Regions from separate parts of the Hordeum vulgare genome. Here regions 2 and 3 are each linked to region 1. The links are chromatin contacts, called in public Hi-C maps. All regions are on one chromosome and are shown on one strand. Each heading gives the region's core, a stretch centred on a gene start, on an enhancer-like site or on the middle of the called end of the contact. The rest is flanking DNA. Distances are from core to core; before and after follow the strand shown. Region 1 holds the start of LOC123444075 (callose synthase 12-like). Region 2 holds the start of LOC123444082 (dof zinc finger protein DOF1.5-like). Region 3 holds the start of LOC123444076 (terminal nucleotidyltransferase 4B).

Region 1 (3,931 bases), core at 1,015-3,514:
AATCACAACATCATAGAGAGTCTGAAGAGCATTGACAATCTTTGTGATATCCTTGTTGGGCTTGAGAAGTAGGCTTAGTAGTGCTACAAGCTTTGCATGGACGTTTTGCAGCACAGACATCTTATACTCCACAGTGAACTTATCCAAATTCATTGATTCATCAAACTCACGAAACAATTGCGTCACAATGCCATGTTCCTCGGTCCTTTCCTTAATGATCTGTAGCAGCATGTATTTGGTACTATCATACACCTCAATGACCGCACAACGACGATAATCATTCTTGCAGATTTTCTTCCAGAGCCTGCGATCAGGTCCTTGGACCTCCTTTGCCTGCCCAAGTGCCAGTGATAGCTCATTACAAAGCAAGAAGCACGGCCACCGGATCACGCGCACATTCCACAGCTCAGGTGGTAGCTCAAGGAGCTCTACTTCAAGATCACTTACAATATCCTCCTCCCGGAACTTGGTGATAATCTCATTCCAAATAAGTGCAAACCTCCGTGCCTCTACCTGATTTGACTCGATCTTACGGAACGATCGACTGAACCCATACCGTAGCTGCAGTCGCTGCCAGAAATTCCGAAGCCGGTTGGGCAAGAAAGTGCGCTCATTCACATGCTGCTCCTCTGGCATGATGTTGAATGACATGGCACTTGCAAAGAACTGGAACCGGAGCCTCAGTTGTTTCATGTCCCGGATCTCCCCCAAGTGTGCAAACAGCCCCACAAATGCACCGGCCATGGAAGAGAAGATTGCATACCAGATCTGGATATCCATGAGGTAGATCAAAACTACCGGCAACCACAATATAAACACAGCAAATCTGTTGCTCTGCCCAAAGAACTCATGCCAAGCATATGTGACCTTACTCAGCCTGTATATCTCTTTTGTAGGTTTTACAAGTGGCCTGATCTGGAGGAAATAGCTGAAGGCAAACTTCACAGCAAGCAGAAGCACCCAGAAAATAGAATATTTCACATTGTCCAAGGTGCCCTCACGAAGCCCACGGCCAACGAAGCTGCGGCTCTGAAACCACCAGGTGAGGGCATAGCAGATCTTCCAATTTGTCTTCTCCAATGCATTCCGCACCCAAGGAATAATAAAGAGCACGATGGCAAGGACCTCGGGGATCAGAAACGCTGCTGCTGCATACAAGAACTTCATGATTCGAGAATCGGTCCCCCGCGACCAGCCACGGTCACTGTCCCTCTGGCTCCAGATTCCCTTGTACATCACAGCAAATACAACAACCCACGCAGCTGCCACAATGGCCTTGAGCACCATGCGCACTGCAAGCATGCGTCCATCCCTGAAGGCACGGCGTAACTGTGTGCCGATGTCCAGCAGCGACTGCAGGAAGCGTAGTGCCGCCCAGGTGATGAAGACGGTGAGCAGACGCACCTGGGCTTCACGGTGGTTTCCCGTGAGATTCTGCCACGGCCAAGTCTCACCATCCCAGGCAACAATTGCTGCGGCCTGCAAGTAGAGCACCAGCATGACCCACAGCCTGTCGAAGCTCCGGTAAATGTTCCAGAAGGAGCGGACCTCGACGAAGCCCGTCTTGCGCACACGGCCGCGGTCGGGCGGCGTCCGGAAGAATTGGCGGGACTGTTCCATGGGCCAGCCGAGGCGGTCGAAGACATCACGGCGCCAGAAGTACTCGTTGATGTCGTCGTAATTCCGCCAGGCGGCATGGGGAGCGGTGCCGTTGCGGCTGGACTCGACCTCGGAGCGGATGACGGCGTAGATGGGCGTGACGACGCGGGCGAGGAAGGCGTTCTCGCCGTGCACGGCGGGGTTGGCGGGCTGGCCCGTGGTGGTGTCGATGTACCCCTCGAGGATCCGGTGCAGCTCGAGGGCCATGTGGTGGTAGATGTAGCAGATGCACTCTGGCATGAAGCGGAGGTTGGCGGCCTCGCCCCATACGAGGAGGTGGAGGCCCGCGAAGAGCAAATCTGCGCGGGGGTCGGCGTCGGGGACGTAGACGTTGGGGCGGCGGCCGAGGAAGCCGCACCAGGAGGTGTAGTTGCGGAGGAGCTTGCGGCGGAGGGAGCGCGCGATGCGGGGCTCGAGGGTGTCGGAGAAGTCGGCTGAGGAGAGGCGCATCTGCGCGTTGGCCAGCAGGAGCACCAGGTGCTCGCGCTGGTTGCGCACGTTGTCCCGCTGGAAGCCGAAGAAGGCGCCGAGCCAGTCCATGAGGTCCTGGTCGGCGCGCCACTGCGAGTAGGGCGGCGGGCGGAGGCCCCCCACGGCCCGGAGCGCCGCCGCCGCGGCCCGCACCTCGGGGAAGCGCAGCGACGGGTGCTCGGCGAGGAGGTCGTGGATGGGCAGGATGTTGTAGGGCTCGCCGCCGGCCGCGGCGGCGGCCGACCCCACGCGGCGCGGGGCGGTGGCGCGGGGCGTGGTCATAGCGGCATTTGGGTTTAGGGTTAGATCTGGGCGTGCGTGGTGGATGGGGAGTTCTGGGAGTGGTTTGAAAAATTGAAAATCCTGCGTGCGACCCTGGCGTGCGGGAGGGGAAGGCGGAGGAACTGAAACCAAACGGTGCGGGCGCGTGCGAGCCGGCCGCGTGCGGGACGGGGGGTGAGGGAAGGTGGGACGGTGCCGGGGCGTGATTACCCGGAAATGATAGGGGCGCGCCGGCGAAGTGGACGGACCGGAGAGAGGGGTAAGATTTCGCGTTGATTGATTCGGGCCGAGGAATCTTCCAAATGGATTACTGACCTCCCGTTTTTAATCTCCGTCGCCGTGTGCCGTGCCGTGTGCGCGTGTCTTTTTGGTCACGACTTCAATGGTTTCTTTGCACGAACTTAAAAAAAAAAAAGTTTCTTCCCATCTAAGTACGTTTCTCCTTCCTTTGCTGGATATTGATTGAACCGATGATGTCATTTCTCGCCCGGTACAAACGAGACAGACACGAGGACGCTAGCAACAGCTGTGGTACTACACTACTACTTGATCGTGGATGCATCATTACACATCTCTGCTGTCTAGCATCAATACATCGTGGTTAACTAAGGGAAAGTGGGTCACCCAAAGCTGTCCCCCATAAGTGCATATACAAATGGTAGCATATGGATACTCATCCTCATAAAAAATTGAGGTATATGTATATTGATTTTTTTCATTTCAAATGCAAGTTATCACTAATGGGTCACGTCAAAGAACAAAAAATAGACACTTCATTGCACATGCATTTCGGCTCTTTAATTCAACTTTATCAACTTTCTTACATCGAATCACACTTTTCTTCCAAGCACCAGTCTGTCGTTGAAACCTATTTCTTCTAACATCAGATCCTACATAGCATGTGTGACATCATTGTGAAGCTATGCATTGGTCACGTCCTAACATAGCTGGATCCATTGAAGAGACAAGATGAAAAAAAAACCAGCTAGGATGCCTTACTCGTCTTGTGCTTGTACTGCAAAATGAACACCTATTCGATGCATTTATTTATTTTTGACTGAGTTACAAGTGGTATTGCATATAATATGCATATTAATTTTGCCCATTTGGCCTTTGAGAGCTAAAAGGAAGGCGGTAATTCATTTAGGAGGGTAATCAATGGCACAAGTTTGTTTAAATTGGGTGGAACTATGAAAAACTGCTAAATAAGGTAATTGTTGCCATAAACATGAAACTAGGTGGGAAAAAGTGAAACTTACTCTATAACGTTTCCAAATGTTAAAAGTTATACGCATGACTTTTTGTTTGTTTTTTGCGACTTTTGAACAAACGTTCTCACGCACGTGGGATTCCATGTATGAATCATAAAGCGTTTGTTGAAAACGCATCGACGACAATAATTACTTCGCTCAAGATAACAATTTGAACGAGCACATTAAGGGTTGAAAAAAATTAGAGCTTAGCAAATCCCCAAAAACATGGCAATTACTCTCTTGCAGCATGACAATTTTGTGACATT
Region 2 (3,931 bases), core at 558-3,057, 980 kb after region 1:
ATTTTAGCTGGGTAGAGCAGATTATGAGATTATAATAATCTGGTCATCTAGTTTATAAAATCTACAATATAAACTGTTCTGTTTGGAAATATAATAGATTATAAAACCAGATTATATAATCTGGATGGTTCCAAACAGGACCTTAGTTATAACAAATTAAATCAAATCAACGCACGTATACTACTTTTACAGTACACTATGTACACATACTGGGGGCTCATTTCTATACCGGGACGGCAGCATATTTAAAAGCGAGTGTAATACTGACTGATCGATTCTTAGCCAAACAACGATCTATTCCTTTTATATACGTATACAATACTTGCGTAAGAAAACGATTTGTTTCAGTTTTTATCCTCTAAATAAAAACTGGATCAAAGCCCAGTTTCTTGTGAGACGTACGTGCTTCAACTCAGTTGGAGTGCAACGTCAGACAAAGGACAAGCTCTCGCTTTTCATTACCATTAGCAAAATGGTTTGATGATGTCGGCCAGGGTAAACTTTTCTACCCCCGGGGGAGTAGCAAGCAAGCCAACCTTGGCGAGTTGACTTGACAACCAAAAACACTGCGGTATCTTTATGTAGGCACATTTGGCAAGAAAGCCCATACGAAAAGTAACCTACCAACAAAAAAAGCTCTCCAATCGTTATCGGTTCCTCTCTAGGAGAATTATTATCAGATCGTTGTGCTGCAATGGTAGCAAGACATGCAAGCACGCACGGTCACGCACAGGAGTACCAGTACACGTTTCGTTTTGCCTTGAAGGTACCGGTAACGGATTTCCGGCTGATCGACTGGGCAAAACAGGCCCGGCGGAAAAAATCAAGCCCTGCCGAACCTAATCAGTTCGACGGACCCGACGCGTCACCTCAACCTTTTTATCTGCTGGATTTCGTTCAATCTTTGTGTACATACGACGGGCCCGCCCGTGTATATCGGTAGACGGTGACATCGCTGGCTATATCTTCGGTCGTCGTGCCTAACCTTGTGGGAGTATACTGTACTATGTAGTAGTAGTCCAAGATCCTGACGTGCGGGTTGCCACGGACATTTGCCATTTCGATTAGAGAGAGGTGAGACCGATGGGCGCGGCCATATAATTCTTGTGTCCTCGTCACGCTCGGGGTCGGGGGAGATGCCCCGTATCCGGGCGCCGCACACGTATTGGCCCAGCACAAATCTTCTACTCCTACTAGTACCTTTTTTTGCTTTGCTTTGCTTTGCAGGGCACGGAAACGTCACGCGCAAAACAAAAGAGAATCTGGGTCAACGACGGGCGGCAAATACGCTCCCCTCCCTCCCCTGTTGTTGCTTCACAGTGCTTCATCGGTTGAGTCCGTTCCACTCATGAGCGGATCACCGCAAGAAGTTTGAAAAGTCAAACGACAAGAGGAATATATATAGATGGATCACGGAAGTCAACACGATTGGAATGCGATAAAAGCGTGGAAAGTTGCACTCATTGGTAAAGTACTTTGAACAGGCTCGGGCCAAATCCAGGGCGTCACATGATGCCACACTTCCCATGGAATTCTTTTACGCGTGTGTGCGCTGAAATGAATGCACGCATCACTCACCATGCATGGCCCATGACTCCATTCATATCCGCCCGTCCAAGATTAAATTGCTTCACAGTAGTACTATATTTATGAGTATTAAATAAATAAATAATAATAAAACAAAAAAGGTGAAAATATCCAGAAGGGGAAAGAGATGGGGCCGGCCATCACCCATGTCACACAAAGAAGTCAGGTTTATTAAGCAAAGCAAGCATGAGTGAAAAGCGAGGGGGGGGGGGGGGGGGATTGACCACCGCCGCCTCCTCCTCTATATAGGGGGGCACTTTCTTACACACCACCACCTCCCTCCCCTGCCTCCATGGCGAACCTCCCCACCCACGCCACCACCACCAACGCCGACGCCTCCGGCTTCAAGCTCTTCGGCCAGGTCATCCAGCCCGAGGCCCACCGCGCCGCCTCCGTCTCCATCTCCATCTCCACGGGAGAGAGCACAGCGCCAACGCCAACGCCAACGCCCTCGCCCCCGCCTCCTCCTCCTCCTGCTCCGTCGACGACGCAGCAGGCCACGGTCGGGGGCGGCGAGCCGCTGCCATGCCCGAGGTGCGGGAGCAGGGAGACCAAGTTCTGCTACTTCAACAACTACAACGTGCGGCAGCCGCGTCACCTCTGCCGCGCCTGCCGCCGCTACTGGACGGCCGGCGGCGCGCTCCGCCGCGTCGCCACCGCCTCCCCCGGCCGCCGCAGGCCCCGGCCCACCGCCCGATCGGCCGCCGCCGCGGCCTCGGCGACCGCCTCCACCTCCGAGGAAGGGGCAGCAGCAGCAGCAGCGGAGAGCGTTGACTCGCGGTCGTAGGAGCCTTTCCGGGAACTCGCGTCGTCGCGTGCGTGGTGGAGCTGCCTGGAGCAATGCTTTGCTCCCTCCCTCCTCCTCCTCCGCTCTTCCGGGCCCACGCGTCAGAGACACTTTTTTGGCTCTTTGTTTTTGGGGGGAATTTATTATTATTGATGTAGGTTGTTCCATTTCGATACCATGTTAGGATTCTTTTGGGTGGCCGGAAGGATGCGGACACGGCCAGCAATGAAAGAGATACTCCCGTCGAATGAATGAAAGAGAGGAAAAGTTTGAAAAAAAAAATACTAGTCCCTACTCGTTGAAATGAATGTACCCCTTCACTGTGAGCCGTGGCAATGATGATGATGATTCATCTTTTTTCTTCCTCCCTTTTGCTGCCCCAAGTTTCTCCTCTCCTTGTCCTCTGCATTCAGCTATTAGATGCAGTGCAGGGAGGGCAGGGGGCCATTCAATGGATCACGTGTAATCGGTGACACGCTCCTCTTGAGTTGAGTTTGCTGCAGATGCGCAGCTTAAATGGAATGTATACGTGGTAGGTGGTGCGTTCTTGTACTTAAATGCCTATGGCATCAACGCAGGGCCAGAGGAATCTATCCGCTAGCAAGAAGAAGAAAGGAGGCATCTACCTGAGAAGGTTTGCACTATCCCAACTACTACTACTGCAAACAGGCAAGCTTCATCACCTCCACTTTTAGCTTTTAGCTATTCCCGGTAGTGATGATGACATAGTGTCAATTTCTTTACGTGTTCTTCTTCTCATTGTCAACGATAAGCATCATATTCATGTCATTTCTAAACAAAAAGTCCTCCACCACCGGTGCATGATCATCACTTCATCACATGGTGCTGGTGCTGGTGCTGGTGCAGGCCTGCAGCCTACTGAGGAACTCACACATGCATGCCGCGTTCCAGTTTGGCATTTGAGCATGGTCCACGGAAATAATAACATTTTTTTACTATACTTTGTAAAAGAGAGCTTCCGGAGCTACTGTATTGTACTGTACTAACAACCCTCACTATTTACATTCTGTACTGATCCGAGTCCTGCCGACCTCCTTGTGCACATAATGTTAAATGCTCAAATTAAATGTCGACTCAACCATGGCATGTGATTCGGGGTCAATGCACCAAAAGTTCAGAGGCGTACATTGTACACAACTTGTAGTATTTGACAGCACACCTGTAATCCTGTATGCCAGCTTCCCTTCGCACAGTCATGTAAACTTTTTCAGCGGAATGCTGTTAATCAGTCGATATGTTCAGACAGTATCGTCGGCCTGAATCTGATTTAGTACTTGGCGAAATCTCCAGGCTGCAGATTACACTCTTCCAAAACCTTAATAGAACCTGAGAAAAATAACAAGAGTGGGATCAGCATTGAACATAATCAAGTTACAGTACTTCATTTAAAAACGTGTAGAATCATGCATTGCAATGCCTAGTTATGCTGCTTAAAGGGCAGGATGAGCATAAATAAATCTTTAAAATCCTTCCAACTGTCGGAAGGGGTACAGTACAGTCATGGCGGCATAAAATTATGGCTGACATGGCATGGGC
Region 3 (3,931 bases), core at 741-3,240, 560 kb after region 1:
ATAAGGCGGTCTATAGCGAGGACTTTTGAGGGGAAAACAGATCGTTTTTTCACTTAGCGGTGGCATTGGGCAGTAATTTCTGTCAACTTTAGAGGTAATTATATTTAACGTACCATCAGAAGCACTATTTACTTTATTATTAGGTAAAAATAAGGATAATCCTATGTAAACGAGTGGTCTGTTTCTTGATGGGCTTCTGCGTGACTGGATTGATCATGCCTACTCATGGTAAAAAAATTACCTCAAAGAAAACTCATGGAAAAAAGAAGAAGATAAAACCGACATAAGTTTTTCTGAGCTGCAATTCTATGTGCATGTGAAGACGTGCGGTGCTATGGTAGTTTTGTTTGTTTGTCAGGCCTACTCTTATCAATATTTGTTTAGGTTCCTCGAGCTCATAATGGATTGTAGTGTATGTATAAACTTAGTCTTCGTCTTATCTATTGTACACTGCATTGCTAATTTTACCTGATTTAATATTTGACCATGACAACAATGCCAAGTTGTTTACTGAAGCTGAGAAGCAGCAGGTAGGACGCATGTTCTGAATTTTGAACTAAGCTTCAGACAGTACGAAGGTTAAGAATGCTAACTGTGATATTCATGTATGATGTTTTCATAAATATTTAGGAGGCTATGCACACGTTTAGATGGTTAAGTATGGGAATACCTGTTCCCAAACTAGCGTCCCAAAGTACCTTTGATCTATAGTTTTCTTAACGAGGGACTTTTCTCTTGCATTGGATGTGACTAAAGTAGATTTACATTACTTGGGTGACATGACCGTCAAAGGTGGTCAAGGTGCCTAGGTTTAATTAGGAAATGAAAAATTTGCAATTAGTTGATTTTTTTCTCCATAACAACGCATGGCCATTCAACTACACATCTTTTTATGTAGACAAATGCATGTATTGTGCATGCCGTTTTCTAAAAAAAGTATTGTGCATGTATGATACTTTAATAAATACTCCCTCTGTTGTTAAATATAATTTTTTAGAAGTTTCACTATAAAATTACATACAAATATATTTTAGAGTATAGATTCACTCTTTTTCTTCGTATATGGTCCCCTAATAATTTTTTTAAAAAGACTTATATTTAAAAACAAAGGAAGTAGATAATTAAGTTTTTGATTAAGACGAATCTTGATAGCATCACATATGTGAGTATTCTCCCATGGCAAAGCATAGACCAACAAATGTGAAAGAATTATTTTCTCCAGTTGCAAAGCATGGATATTTTTACCAGTAATCTTTACCTAATAATAAAGAGGCTATCGCTTCCGTCGGAAAACCCATCGAGGTGATTTTTACAAAAAAGCCCTTGCTATTTATGATATTAAACTCGTAGTATATATTAAATGTTTTTTAAAATACTCATATCTTTTAAACCGTAACTCCAAATTTAACATATTATATATGGAATTTAATTAGAAAAATATGTAGGATTTAAATATGATATTATTTTATCTGTTAAACGTTCAATAAAAATACTATCTAGGGTGCAATCTTAATAAATAACTCATTATTCGTCTTTCTTTCATACCGGTACTCATCCGGGTTGGGGATGAACACGTCAACAAAATCAGGATTGAAGATGAAAAACTGAAGGTCACTTGACTGATTTTTTGTACGTATTAAATCATGCAAGCCGTGTTAAAATAGAAGACCTGTGAAATTTTGAACTGCATTTTTGTAGGATAAGACCATCTTTGTTTGTGTCGTAACTGTAAATTCTCAGATTATAGACTATTTTTTATAAATTAAGAGCGTGTGATATTTTTTTCTCCCGTTACAACGCATGGGTCCTTTTGCTAGTAAAGATGTAACGTACTTTTCGGAGAGAGAAAAGGGAGAACCTCGCCGCTTTGTATGGGTGCTTCGCGGGCCGCCAAAATCGTGGAAGTCTACAACTCTCCGACATCCGCGGACGCTTATAAAACAGCGAATTTCTCCGGGCCGCGTCTCATTCTGTGGAACCAAGGCCCATCCGATCAACCCGACCAATGCCTCGCAAAGCGAAAGCCGCGGAGCCTACCCGGCGGTGCAAGGGCAAAAGAGCTCATCCGCCCCACACGCCGACCCAAGCGGCCGGCGCCGCCACAGCAGCCGGCGCCGCCGTCATGGAGGCCCCCGAAGCGAGCGCCCAGGCCTGCGTCTACGACGCACTCCCTGGTCTCACCCTGGGCTTCTCTCTAGAGGAGGACCTCGACGCGCCCGAGCCCCGGCCGTCCTCCTACCCTGCCGCCACCGCCGCCGCGGAGGAGGACGCGACCGCGACGTATGCCGTCTTCCGCAACGAGATCACGGCTGCTGGGGACCCCCTTGTCGACATCCCGGCCGCCGATTTCTTCTCTCTTGACGTCTCGGCGGGCGTCAGGGCCGAGCCGGCCTCCCCGTCGTCGGTGGCGGCGCGGCCTGCCGCGATGGCGACGCCCTCGAGCGCCCTCGCCCGAACGGAGCAGCCCGCGCAGGGGTCGGAGCGCGCGTGGTTCCGAGGAGGGAGGTTGTTCAGGAGCCCCATGCTGCAGCTACACAAAGGTTTTGCACTTATGGCATTGCTACTGCTAAGAACCTAGTACTATACTTTTGTGTGTGATGAGGAAAAAAAGAGAATTTTCGTTTTGGCAAGCTAGAACGTGTGACATCGTAGTTGCAGTTTGTACAATGATGAACTAGCAAAATATTGTCTCATTTTCTGCACACTTTGACAAATGCACATATAGTTACATCTAAAACAAGTACAAATGCTCGTCAAAACTAATCATATAGTGGCCTACATGTGTTTGATTGAGAAAGGGATAGGAGAAGATTCTGGCAAACAGCAATATTAATTAGTTGATTTAGGTTCGCTATTCACATTTGATTTGACCTTTGGGTTTGTGAGCTTAATTAGGATAACATGGGATCGTTACAAACTAAAAACTTGGGATCTTACAAACTTATATGGTTCTACTGCAACATTTTCCCGATGAGATAATGAAGTAATGCCTATCTGTTACAGAGATTCTTGACTTCTGTGATTTTATCTCACCTTCTGCCGAAGAGCAATCTTCACGGACAGCTGCTGTGAAAGCAGTCTCCGATGTTGTCAAGCATATATGGCCTCATTGCAAGGCATCGTAACTCTCTCTCTATCTCTGTCTCTCCTTTATGTTTTTTTTTACGATGATAGCCACATCATTTTGTTAGTTGTTGACTCCGCTTGGCAGGTGGAAGTCTTTGGATCTTTCAGAACAGGGCTTTATCTACCAACAAGTGATATTGATGTAATAGTATTTTCTATCCTACTCTCATGAATTTCAGCACTTAACTTTCTGTCTTGTTGTCTGTATTTTGTGAACTTTTGAGGCTATTAGCAGTTGTATTTTGTAACTGCAAGTAGTAATGAACCAGAGTACAGCTAGATTAGCATTTCTGTTGCAAAAATAGAAAATGCATGCACGTCTCAATCTTTTAGTCCCACTGTCTCTGAGCCATCATCAATCATTCTCCTTGCCCCGTGCCTCCTCGCCCACACCAGAGAGGTGCCGGAGTTTTTTTTTCCTTTCTAAGAGTACTATGTGTGCTCCTACTGCGTGGCGGGTGACTGCAGTGTCGCAGGCTGAAACGTAAGCGTCAAACCAGTTAACCATTAGTTTTTTTTCCCCTAAATCTACACGACCTGGTCTAAGGTGCAAGATTACCCCCTACCCGCGGTCCAGAGTGCAACTTATGACACAATACCTGGTAATCAGTGCAATTTACTCCAATAAAAATGGTACAATGTTAGCGAGGCAAGCGTGGTAACCAGTGGCGGAGCTAGACAAAAATGGATGAGGGGGCGAAACGTAAAATACAAGGGTTTGGGGGAGCCAAAAGCTAAAACAATCTCATCTAAACCCTCACATATTTTTTTTCTTCACAAATTGGTTCAATGTTGGGGGGGGGGG

What was found. A called contact is a pair of places that touch in the nucleus more often than the background predicts.
Region 2: a contact with region 1 is called in a Hi-C map of leaf, with 5 times the contacts expected there. The contact joins the promoter of LOC123444082 here to the promoter of LOC123444075 in region 1. A contact is called at or near these places in 2 of 6 Hi-C or Micro-C datasets (leaf and seedling).
Region 3: a contact with region 1 is called in a Hi-C map of seedling, with 7 times the contacts expected there. The contact joins the promoter of LOC123444076 here to the promoter of LOC123444075 in region 1. A contact is called at or near these places in 4 of 6 Hi-C or Micro-C datasets (leaf and seedling) and 1 of 1 datasets of contacts at active chromatin or transcription factors (embryo).

The regions. Positions count from the first base shown.
Region 1 is chr3H:424,232,040-424,235,970 of MorexV3_pseudomolecules_assembly, forward strand. It overlaps LOC123444075 (callose synthase 12-like), which reads right to left and starts at 2,265. Exons shown (of 4, transcript XM_045120683.1): 1 at 1-2,265. The coding sequence starts at 2,199.
Region 2 is chr3H:425,214,796-425,218,726 of MorexV3_pseudomolecules_assembly, forward strand. LOC123444082 (dof zinc finger protein DOF1.5-like) reads left to right here and starts at 1,808. Exons shown (of 1, transcript XM_045120694.1): 1 at 1,808-2,731. The coding sequence starts at 1,880. The coding sequence ends at 2,374. LOC123444081 (protein CONSERVED ONLY IN THE GREEN LINEAGE 160, chloroplastic-like) reads right to left here. Exons shown (of 10, transcript XM_045120693.1): 10 at 3,311-3,721.
Region 3 is chr3H:424,791,578-424,795,508 of MorexV3_pseudomolecules_assembly, forward strand. It overlaps LOC123444076 (terminal nucleotidyltransferase 4B), which reads left to right and starts at 1,991. Exons shown (of 13, transcript XM_045120684.1): 1 at 1,991-2,540; 2 at 3,004-3,116; 3 at 3,212-3,268. The coding sequence starts at 2,006.